Regions from separate parts of the Mus musculus genome. Here all the other regions are linked to region 2. The links are chromatin contacts, called in public promoter capture Hi-C maps. All regions are on one chromosome and are shown on one strand. Each heading gives the region's core, a stretch centred on a gene start, on an enhancer-like site or on the middle of the called end of the contact. The rest is flanking DNA. Distances are from core to core; before and after follow the strand shown. Region 1 holds the start of Cdk7 (cyclin-dependent kinase 7). Region 2 holds the start of Gtf2h2 (general transcription factor II H, polypeptide 2). Region 3 overlaps Rad17 (RAD17 checkpoint clamp loader component).

Region 1 (2,700 bases), core at 180-2,679, 240 kb before region 2:
AGATCTTATAAGCCACCATATGGTTGCTGGGAATTAAACTCAGGACCTTTGGAATATGCAGTCAGTGCTCTTATATGTTGAGCCATCTCTCTAGCCCTTGGATCAACTCTTTTTTTTGGTTTTTCAAGACAGGGTTTCTCTGTGTAACCCTGGCTGTCCTGGAACTCACTCTGTAGACCAGGCTGGCCTGGAACTCAGAAATCAGCCTGCCTATGCCTCCCAGTCCACTGCCCAGCCGAAGATCAATTCTTTTTTTTTTTTTCCTTTTTTTTTTTTAAAAGATTTATTTATTGATTATATGTAAGTACACTGTAGCTGTCTTCAGACACTCCAGAAGAGGGAGTCAGATCTCATTACGGATGGTTGTGAGCCACCATGTGGTTGCTGGGATTTGAACTCTGGACCTTCGGAAGAGCAGTCGGGCGCTCTTACCCACTGAGCCATCTCACCAGCCCGAAGATCAATTCTTAAATCCACCAGGGAATTGAGGCCTCAACAAAACCACCCTCTACCCTGCAAACTGGAAACAAAGATATGACTCAAAAGGAAACCATTGCTGGAGCCAGTAATTGACAGCTAGGCTTAAAGTGAAATCATTAATTACATAGCAAACACTGTTACTATGTGTAAAGGCTCTGTATGTTTTTCTTTTTCTTTTTTAAGATTTATTTTTTATTATAACTAGTTACACTGTAACTGTCTTCAGATGCACCAGAAGAGGGCGTCAAATCTCATTCCAGGTGTTTGTGAGCCACCATGTGGTTGCTGGGATTTGAACTCAGGACCTTCCAAAGAGCAGTCAGTGCTTTTATCTGCTGAGCCATCTCACCAGCCCCTGTATGTTTTTCTTAAATCATTAGTTTCAAATTTTTATAAGACCAAAGGCTCATTCTATAGCATTCAGTAGGACTTGGTTTTGATTTCCTGGGCCTGTTTCTTCATAAATCAGCCTTTAAGAACTTGAGGGTGGGACGGGGAGGGGTACCCGATTGGAGGAAGTGGGGCAGAGATCAGGATGTAAAGAGAATAAGTCAATAAATTAGTGGGGGGGGGGGGGAGGAAAAAAACATGCACAAAAAGAAAAACAAAACAAAACAAATGGAGGGGTTTGGTGTCCATAGAGACTCAGGCGACACAGTAACGCAAAGCAAGACAGCTGCAAGGGCAAGCCCTTACACTTCTGCTACATTCCGAACTTAGAAATACCACGTCAGAACCCTGGCCTATCATCTTTGGAAGCAAAAAAAAAATCCACGTTAAAGACAAAATCCAGTAACAAATGGACACTGACTGCAGTCTAGGACAGCACAGCTTCCGGGTACTGTGTGCACGTGGCAGCGGGGAAGGGCAGGGTTCGCGGCCCAACTCAGCTTCCGTAGGACTGGCCCCGCCCACAGCGGAAGTATGGGCGGGACCCGTAGGTCGTGTGCGTCCAGCGACCGGAAGTAGCTGTTGGGCAGCTTTCGGACGCTTTAAATTCCTGCGGGGTGGAGGGCTTAGCTTGGGTGCCCGGGTCTGGTTTCTCACTCGCATGGCTGTGGACGTGAAGTCTCGAGCGAAGCGCTATGAGAAACTGGACTTCCTCGGAGAGGGACAGGTGAGGCCTGGGGCTGAGTTCTCGCGCAGGCAGGCACAGCCTGGCCACCGCCGGCTGCTCGGTCCCCTTGTCACCATCCCTGAATTGCTTCTTCCCTGCTGAAGAAGAGGCCTCCAGACCACGTAGCAGGCCGTGGCCAGTCCCCTCCAGAATCAGGGCTTCTTTGTTCTTAAAAGGGGGAGGTGGGGAAGGGCCAAAAACCAACCAGCAGGTAAAGAAAGACCTCTTACGACTTTGTTACTGTTCCCCTTTCTAGTTTGCGACGGTCTATAAGGCCAGGGACAAGAACACCAACCAAATCGTCGCCATTAAGAAAGTGAGTTGCCTTTTTATGTTGTTTCCTCTCCAGTCTTTGCGTCTTGCTTGCCACGTAGCCCTTGCTGGCACGGACCTCGCTATTTAGAACTTGCTGCGAGCCTTAACCCTTCTGCTTTGTGTTTGGGGGTTTGGGGGGTTTGCAGGTTTGCAGGCGTACTCCACCACGCCAGGCAACTCTTAGAGAGTAAATGCCCGTGCATTAACAGTTGATGGATGGCTGTCTGTGAGATAGTCTTGCTATGGAGTCCAGATTGGTCTCCCAACTCGTGGAAATCCTTCTGCCTCTGCCTCCCGAGTGCCGGGCATTACAGACATGGGCTACCTTCGGCTTCATCTTACTGCTCACAGTCACACTGATTGAAGGAGTTACAAGAACTCTATAGACAGTAGTATTTATTAGTATCCTGTGTTTCAAGATGGAACTCGGGCTGAAACAGTTTTTGTTCAAGTTAAAACGTTTCATCCCCTAAAAGTTGGTTGTTGGCTATGGAGGCAAGGACAGCGTCTCTTCAGTCCTTTTGGATGGCATGGTCTTTCCATGTCAAAGGTTGTTAAAGGTGTGTTATCTATACACGAAGGTTTTCATTGGCATCAGCAATACTGATAATAGTGTAATTTCTAGAAAGATTTAAGTATTCTTAAAACTTAAATTCATTAACAACACCCTGATATAATTTCCTGTGTGCCAAACACTTTTGACTATTTTTTTTTTCTTCCCCCACTTAACCTCCAAATAGTCCGTGAAATAGGTAAAGTGTCTTTGCCTCCCCTTTGAGGTACCTGAG
Region 2 (2,700 bases), core at 176-2,675:
CCAGGTTTTATTCAATTCTTTCTTTACGGTTGTTCTTAGTTTCACAGCTTGAAAAGGTATTTCACTAGGTAAGATAATTTTATTGTTACTTTATATGTGATTGGAATATTAGTCATAGTTATACTGAGACTACCATGATTTCTGTGCACATTTTGTTTTGCTTTGGTACCCTGTTAACAAAGTTTTAATAAAAACCCCCTGTTCCAGCAGTCCTAGCAGACTTGTCTGGCCACGCGTCTCAGTTTGCCAAAGAGACACGTAATGATGAATGACAGAGAAAAGGGTTTTATTAAGGTGGCCATGATGAGAAAAACAGATAAAGGGGTTTGCATATACCAAGTCTGTCTTCGAGGGGCTGAGATGAACTTTGACATTTTATAGAAAAGGGAAATGGGAGGGGCTTGTGGTGTGCATAGATGACAGAGCCTGTGGTCTGGTCAGGTGATCTGGTCAAGGCATGGGTCTGATCACTTATGCCAACAAAGGCCTTGTTTCGCAAGGGTTTCTGGAGACCTTGCTAGTGATGTCATTACTCCGAGGCAGACTGTTTATGGCGAGGTAGTTACCCCAGCGCCAGCTTTCAGCCTCCCCACCATACGTAGTTGCCCTCATGTGGGAGGTGATCTGTCCTGCCAGGCTTGCTCTTTGCTTGGGAGTAGTCTCGGTTCCACGTCATAAGGATGTTTACAGATCAGTCTTGCCATTCCTTGTGTTCAAGAGAACTACAGAAGAGAGTGAGTGACTTAGCAGGAAAATTGTTTTTTAAAAAAAAAAGTCAGAGAATGGTGCCCTTCGTCTTCCTAGCTCAGTCTTAGTTTCTAAGACTATTTTACAGAGCCAAAGTTATGAGTGGGAAAAGTTCGAATGTGTCTTACTTCTATTCACAAATATGCTTAGATGTATTTTTATTTTATTGGGGGAATCCTCTTATTTTTGGGTTAAAGAGCATGCTTGGCGCTCGTGGGGGTGGGGCGGCAGGTGGGGCTATGGCTATGCAGTTAAGAGCACTTGTTGCTATTCCAGAGGGTCCGGATTTGATTTCCATCATCCACATGGCAGATAGCAAACATCTGTAACTTCAGTTCCAGGGGATCAGATGCCATCTTCCGTCCCCTGCCCCAACTAGGCACGAACATGGTGCACAGACATGCACGCAGGCAAAAACATCCAGATACTAAACAAAACCCAACAAAACAAAACCCACGGACAAAAAAAAACCTCCCTAAACGCATGTATAACGTATCCAGAACTTGTAGTTTTAGCTGTTTGGTCTATAGAAATGCACCCCACAGCAGAAATATTGGTGAACTGGAAGGCAGTTACGCTCTTGGGCACCACTTGCTCCCTAGCTCCCTCTTCTGGCAGCAGCTGCCCTCTGCCGCCGGAACATTTTTTTTTTCCCGTGGCTCCAGCGCGCTGCGGAAGAATTTTGGCGGCGCACTCAGACTGCCGGTACTTCCGGTGAGGGTCGTCTCGTCGAGGCTGGTGGGTCTACGCGAGGAGACCTGCGGGGTCCTGAGGCTGTGGAGGGCTGGAGTGAGGCGGACAGGAGAAGAAGCCTGGAGCTGAGGACCGAGGTGCAAAGCCCGGGTTGGCCTCGGGGGGGACCTGGAGGGCGGAGGGGGTGGGGGCGTGTGCAGGGAGCGCGGCAGCTTCCGCCTGAGGAAAGTTCTCGCTGCAGGGCTGCCGTTTGCCGTGAGTCTGTGTGGCCCGAAGCGAGTTTGCAGCCCCGAGCTGTCCCTCTCTGAACACGGGGGACAGTAAATCACCCTTGACCTCGGGCCAGGCAGGGTAAGGCGAGGCAGAGCCTCCGCAGTGGCCATGCGCGCTGCGGCTCGCGGGTGCACGCGAGGAGCTCACCGTGAGCATCTCCCGGGGCGGCTGGGTGTGATGACGGAAAGTCTAAGAAACGGGTGATCTGGCTGCGGCGTGGGGACTTCTAACTTCTCCCCGGTTGGATTCTCCATCATAAAGAGGCCCCGTATACCCAGCCAAAAAGTGTGCGGCGTTTACTCGTTGCTTCTCATTTTCTCTGAATTTAAGAGAGTAATAGAAGAGTAAAATATAAAGCAAATGTTGATGCGGTGGAGCAACATTTAAAAAGCTTAAAAGTAATATTATGCGAACTGTGTGTGCACACGCACACACGTGTGCTGGGATCACAGGTGTATTCCACTCTGCTCATCCTGAACAGAAATTTTATTTATTTTTAATTAATTAATTAATTAATTTGGAGATGGTTTCTCTGTGTAGTGTTGGCAGTCCTGGAACTCACTTTGTAGACTAGGGTGGCCTTGAACTTTAGAGATCTGCCTGCTTCTGCCTTCCGAGTGCTGGGACTAAAGGTGTGCTCCACCACAGCCAGGCTCATAGTTTTGTTATTTTTTAAAATTATTATTTTTTTTTTATTTACAGTTCCAATGTTATCCCCTTTCCTGGTTTCCCCTCCGAAAACCCCCTATTTCCTACCCCTTCCCCTGTTCACCAACCCACCCACTCCTGCTTCCTGGCCCTGACATTCCCCTATACTGGGGCTTAGAGTCTTCACACGACCAAGGGCCTCTCCTCCCATTGATGACAAACTAGGCCATCCTATGCAGCTAGAGCCATGAGTCCCACCATGTGTACTCTTTGGTTGGTGGTTTAGTCCCTGGGAGCTCTGGGGGTACTGGTTAGTTCATATTGTTGTTCCTCCTAGGG
Region 3 (2,700 bases), core at 120-2,619, 140 kb before region 2:
TCTAAACTGGGAGTGGCCAAAGCTCCTAAGCATCTTACAATAGGAGCTATGTAGAAGGACAACTTTTATTTTAATGTTAACTATTCCTCCGATTCTCTGGGCTCAGCCAGTGTTGCTGATACATAATCTTTAATCGCTGAGACAGAGGCAGGAGACCTCAGTGAGGTCAAGGCCACCTTGGTTTATATAGTCAGTTACAGGCCAAGTAGGGCTATGTAGTGAGACTCTTATCTCTAAAAACAAATCAAAAAACTCAAACAAAAATTTGAGGCTGGCGAGATGGCTCAGAGGTTAAGAGCACCAACTGCTCTTCCGAAGGTCCCGAGTTCAAATCCCAGCAACCACATGGTGGCTCACAACCATCCATAATGAAATCTGATGCCCTTTTCTGGAGTATCTGAGGACAGCTACAGCGTACTTACATATAATAAATAAATAAATCTTTAAAAAAAATTTAATTCCGGGGCTGGTGAGATGGCTCAGCGGGTAAGAGTACCGTCTGCTCTTCCGAGGGTCCTGAGTTCAAATCCCAGCAACCACATGGTGGCTCACAACCATCTGTAGTGAGACCTGATGCCCTCTTCTGGCACATCTAAAGACAGCTACAGTGTACTTATGTATAATAATAAATCTTTCTTTTAAAAAAAATTAATTCCAGTAATGAAGCTAGTTGGGCACAGATTTAATCACAGGACTCAGGAAGCAGAGGCAGGAGGATCTTTTCTGGGTCGAGGCCAGCTTGATCTACATCGTAAATTCCAGGACAACCAGGGCTACATCATTTCTCGTAAAGCAAAACAAAAATTCAGTAGCGATATCCTAATCTGAAGATGGCATTCCATCTCCATTCCTTCCTCCCATCTTCTGTGACCTTCCCTGAGCCTTGAAGGGGGTGAGAAGAATGTTCTGTTTATAGCTGCACATTCAAGAATCCCTTTAAATCACTTTAACCAGCTATGCGACTCTAGTTCCACTGCATACCGAGGGCTTCTCTAACAAGTTGGTAGCTGTACTAATTTGTGGGTATAAACATAATTATTTAGACTATAATTTGATGGAGATATCATAGCCCTTTAGCAAAACAATAGCTGTAGCTTCTCCATTATGGTCTGTGACTTCCCCTAGCAATGGGCTTTTGGCTCGGTTTATATTCCTTTGTATTATTGTAATAAATGAGTAATACTTTGAATTAGTTGTATTCTTTTCTGTACAGCAGACCACAAATCCAACTATGAAGCAGTTAGTGCCCCTAAAACAGACTCACCGCTATTATCCTAGTGAATACTTTTTGCCTAAGTGGTGTAGCACATAGGGTCCATAACTGAGTAAGACTTGATGACAGTTCTCCCACCACACCCTGCATAGTAACTTCTGCCGTTGTTATGCAAGCTAGCCAGCAGGAAGGAAACTTATCTTGGTTCCTGTGTGATGTGTCTATGGTCTATGACCAAAGCAATTAATAGCTTTTTTATTTTATTTTTTTAAGAATGGGTTTTATTCTTATCTTTATTTTTAGGTCCCCTCAAAGAACAGCAGCAAGTGTGTTTAACTGCTGAGCCATCGCTCCACCCCAATAGCTACATTTTTTTTTTTTTTTCCTGGAATTTGCTCTGTAGACCAGACTGGCCTCAAAGTCATCTGCCTCTGCCTCCCAACTCAATTAACTTCATGTTACTTTCATTGGTGTAGAAGAAAATTACTATTGTCCATTATGATACTACTCTTTGAAATGATATTTTATTTTACATTAAGACCACTTCAAATAATTTTAAGATAGTCCAGTATTGAAAGTTATATCATATATGTGAATTTGTTGTACATTTAATATTAATGTATATGATTTGAAAATAAAGTGATAAATATATTTCCTTTCAGAATCAAACTTCTCTGTAGTTCCATACCAATCTCAGATAGCAGTCTTCAATGACTTTCTATTAAGAGCCACCAAGTACAGCAAACTGCAGATGCTTGGAGACGATCTGACAACTGATAAGAAGATCATTCTGGTGGAAGTAAGGACGACTTCTAAAATCTTGCTAGAGCTGTTGTGTGAACAACTGTGAGATGCAGGAATAGTGGTAGTCTTTTGATAGCAGAGACCTGAAGACTCTTTGAGTAAACATAAACAGAATAGCATAGATAAAGTAGATATGCTGTATGCTAGCATAATTCTCAGCTGCAACACCATCTATATAGAAAAGCAAATGAAGTCTGTGGGAAGTTAACTTTCTCAATGACCATAAATTTCCTTTAATTTCTTTGAAAATTCTGATCAAGATGCATTGGATAAGTACTGTTTTTCCTTGACAAATATAAGTTTAAATATTCAGTGAAGCATCACTGAGCTAATATTGTCCCATATATTCCACAGGAGTTACCTAACCAGTTTTATCGAGACCCTAACGCTTTACATGAGATTCTAAGGTAGGTGTCAGTGAAGTCCAGTGTTCTAAAACTCCGTATTAGGGGTAGGGGGTTGTAACTGTGGTCGAACATTTGCTTAGCATGAACATGCTAAATTGCTTCAATTTCAACATTATTTTGTTATTTTAGAAAGCATGTGCAGATTGGCCGGTGTCCTCTTGTATTTATAGTCTCTGACAGTGTCAGTGGAGACAATAATCAGCGGCTACTCTTCCCCAGAAACATTCAAGAAGAGTGTTCTGTTTCAAACATTAGGTAAGAAGTTTTTGATTGTTT

What was found. Promoter capture Hi-C pulls out the DNA fragments that hold promoters and counts their contacts. Capture Hi-C pulls out chosen DNA fragments and counts their contacts.
Region 1: a contact with region 2 is called in a promoter capture Hi-C map of liver. The contact joins the promoter of Cdk7 here to the promoter of Gtf2h2 in region 2. A contact is called at or near these places in 4 of 39 promoter capture datasets (cranial neural crest, embryonic stem cells, hippocampal neurons and 1 more), 6 of 484 Hi-C or Micro-C datasets (CD4 T cells, CD8 T cells, embryonic stem cells and 2 more), 1 of 115 datasets of contacts at active chromatin or transcription factors (extraembryonic endoderm stem cells) and 3 of 9 other capture datasets (adipose tissue, liver and pancreatic islet).
Region 3: a contact with region 2 is called in a promoter capture Hi-C map of the HPC-7 cell line. The contact joins the enhancer-like site here to the promoter of Gtf2h2 in region 2. A contact is called at or near these places in 28 of 39 promoter capture datasets (the 3T3-L1 cell line, 3T3-L1-derived adipocytes, the C10 cell line and 17 more), 43 of 484 Hi-C or Micro-C datasets (the C2C12 cell line, the G1E-ER4 cell line, the HPC-5 cell line and 29 more), 17 of 115 datasets of contacts at active chromatin or transcription factors (DN3 thymocytes, the HPC-7 cell line, the NIH/3T3 cell line and 10 more) and 4 of 9 other capture datasets (adipose tissue, embryonic stem cells, liver and 1 more).

The regions. Positions count from the first base shown.
Region 1 is chr13:100,729,671-100,732,370 of GRCm38.p6, reverse strand. It overlaps Cdk7 (cyclin-dependent kinase 7), which reads left to right and starts at 1,429. Exons shown (of 12, transcript NM_009874.3): 1 at 1,429-1,597; 2 at 1,854-1,913. The coding sequence starts at 1,532.
Region 2 is chr13:100,491,334-100,494,033 of GRCm38.p6, reverse strand. Gtf2h2 (general transcription factor II H, polypeptide 2) reads left to right here and starts at 1,425. Exons shown (of 16, transcript NM_022011.4): 1 at 1,425-1,577.
Region 3 is chr13:100,633,175-100,635,874 of GRCm38.p6, reverse strand. Rad17 (RAD17 checkpoint clamp loader component) reads left to right here. Exons shown (of 17, transcript NM_001044371.2): 6 at 1,876-2,012; 7 at 2,372-2,424; 8 at 2,554-2,679. Among named protein-coding and RNA genes, the nearest start is that of Rad17, 17 kb to the left of the region's middle. Within about 2 kb of position 1,369, at least 12 of the 459 cell types and tissues checked have an H3K27ac peak or open chromatin away from gene starts, as enhancers often do. A contact at or near this core is called in the HPC-7 cell line and acute myeloid leukemia, where this site is marked.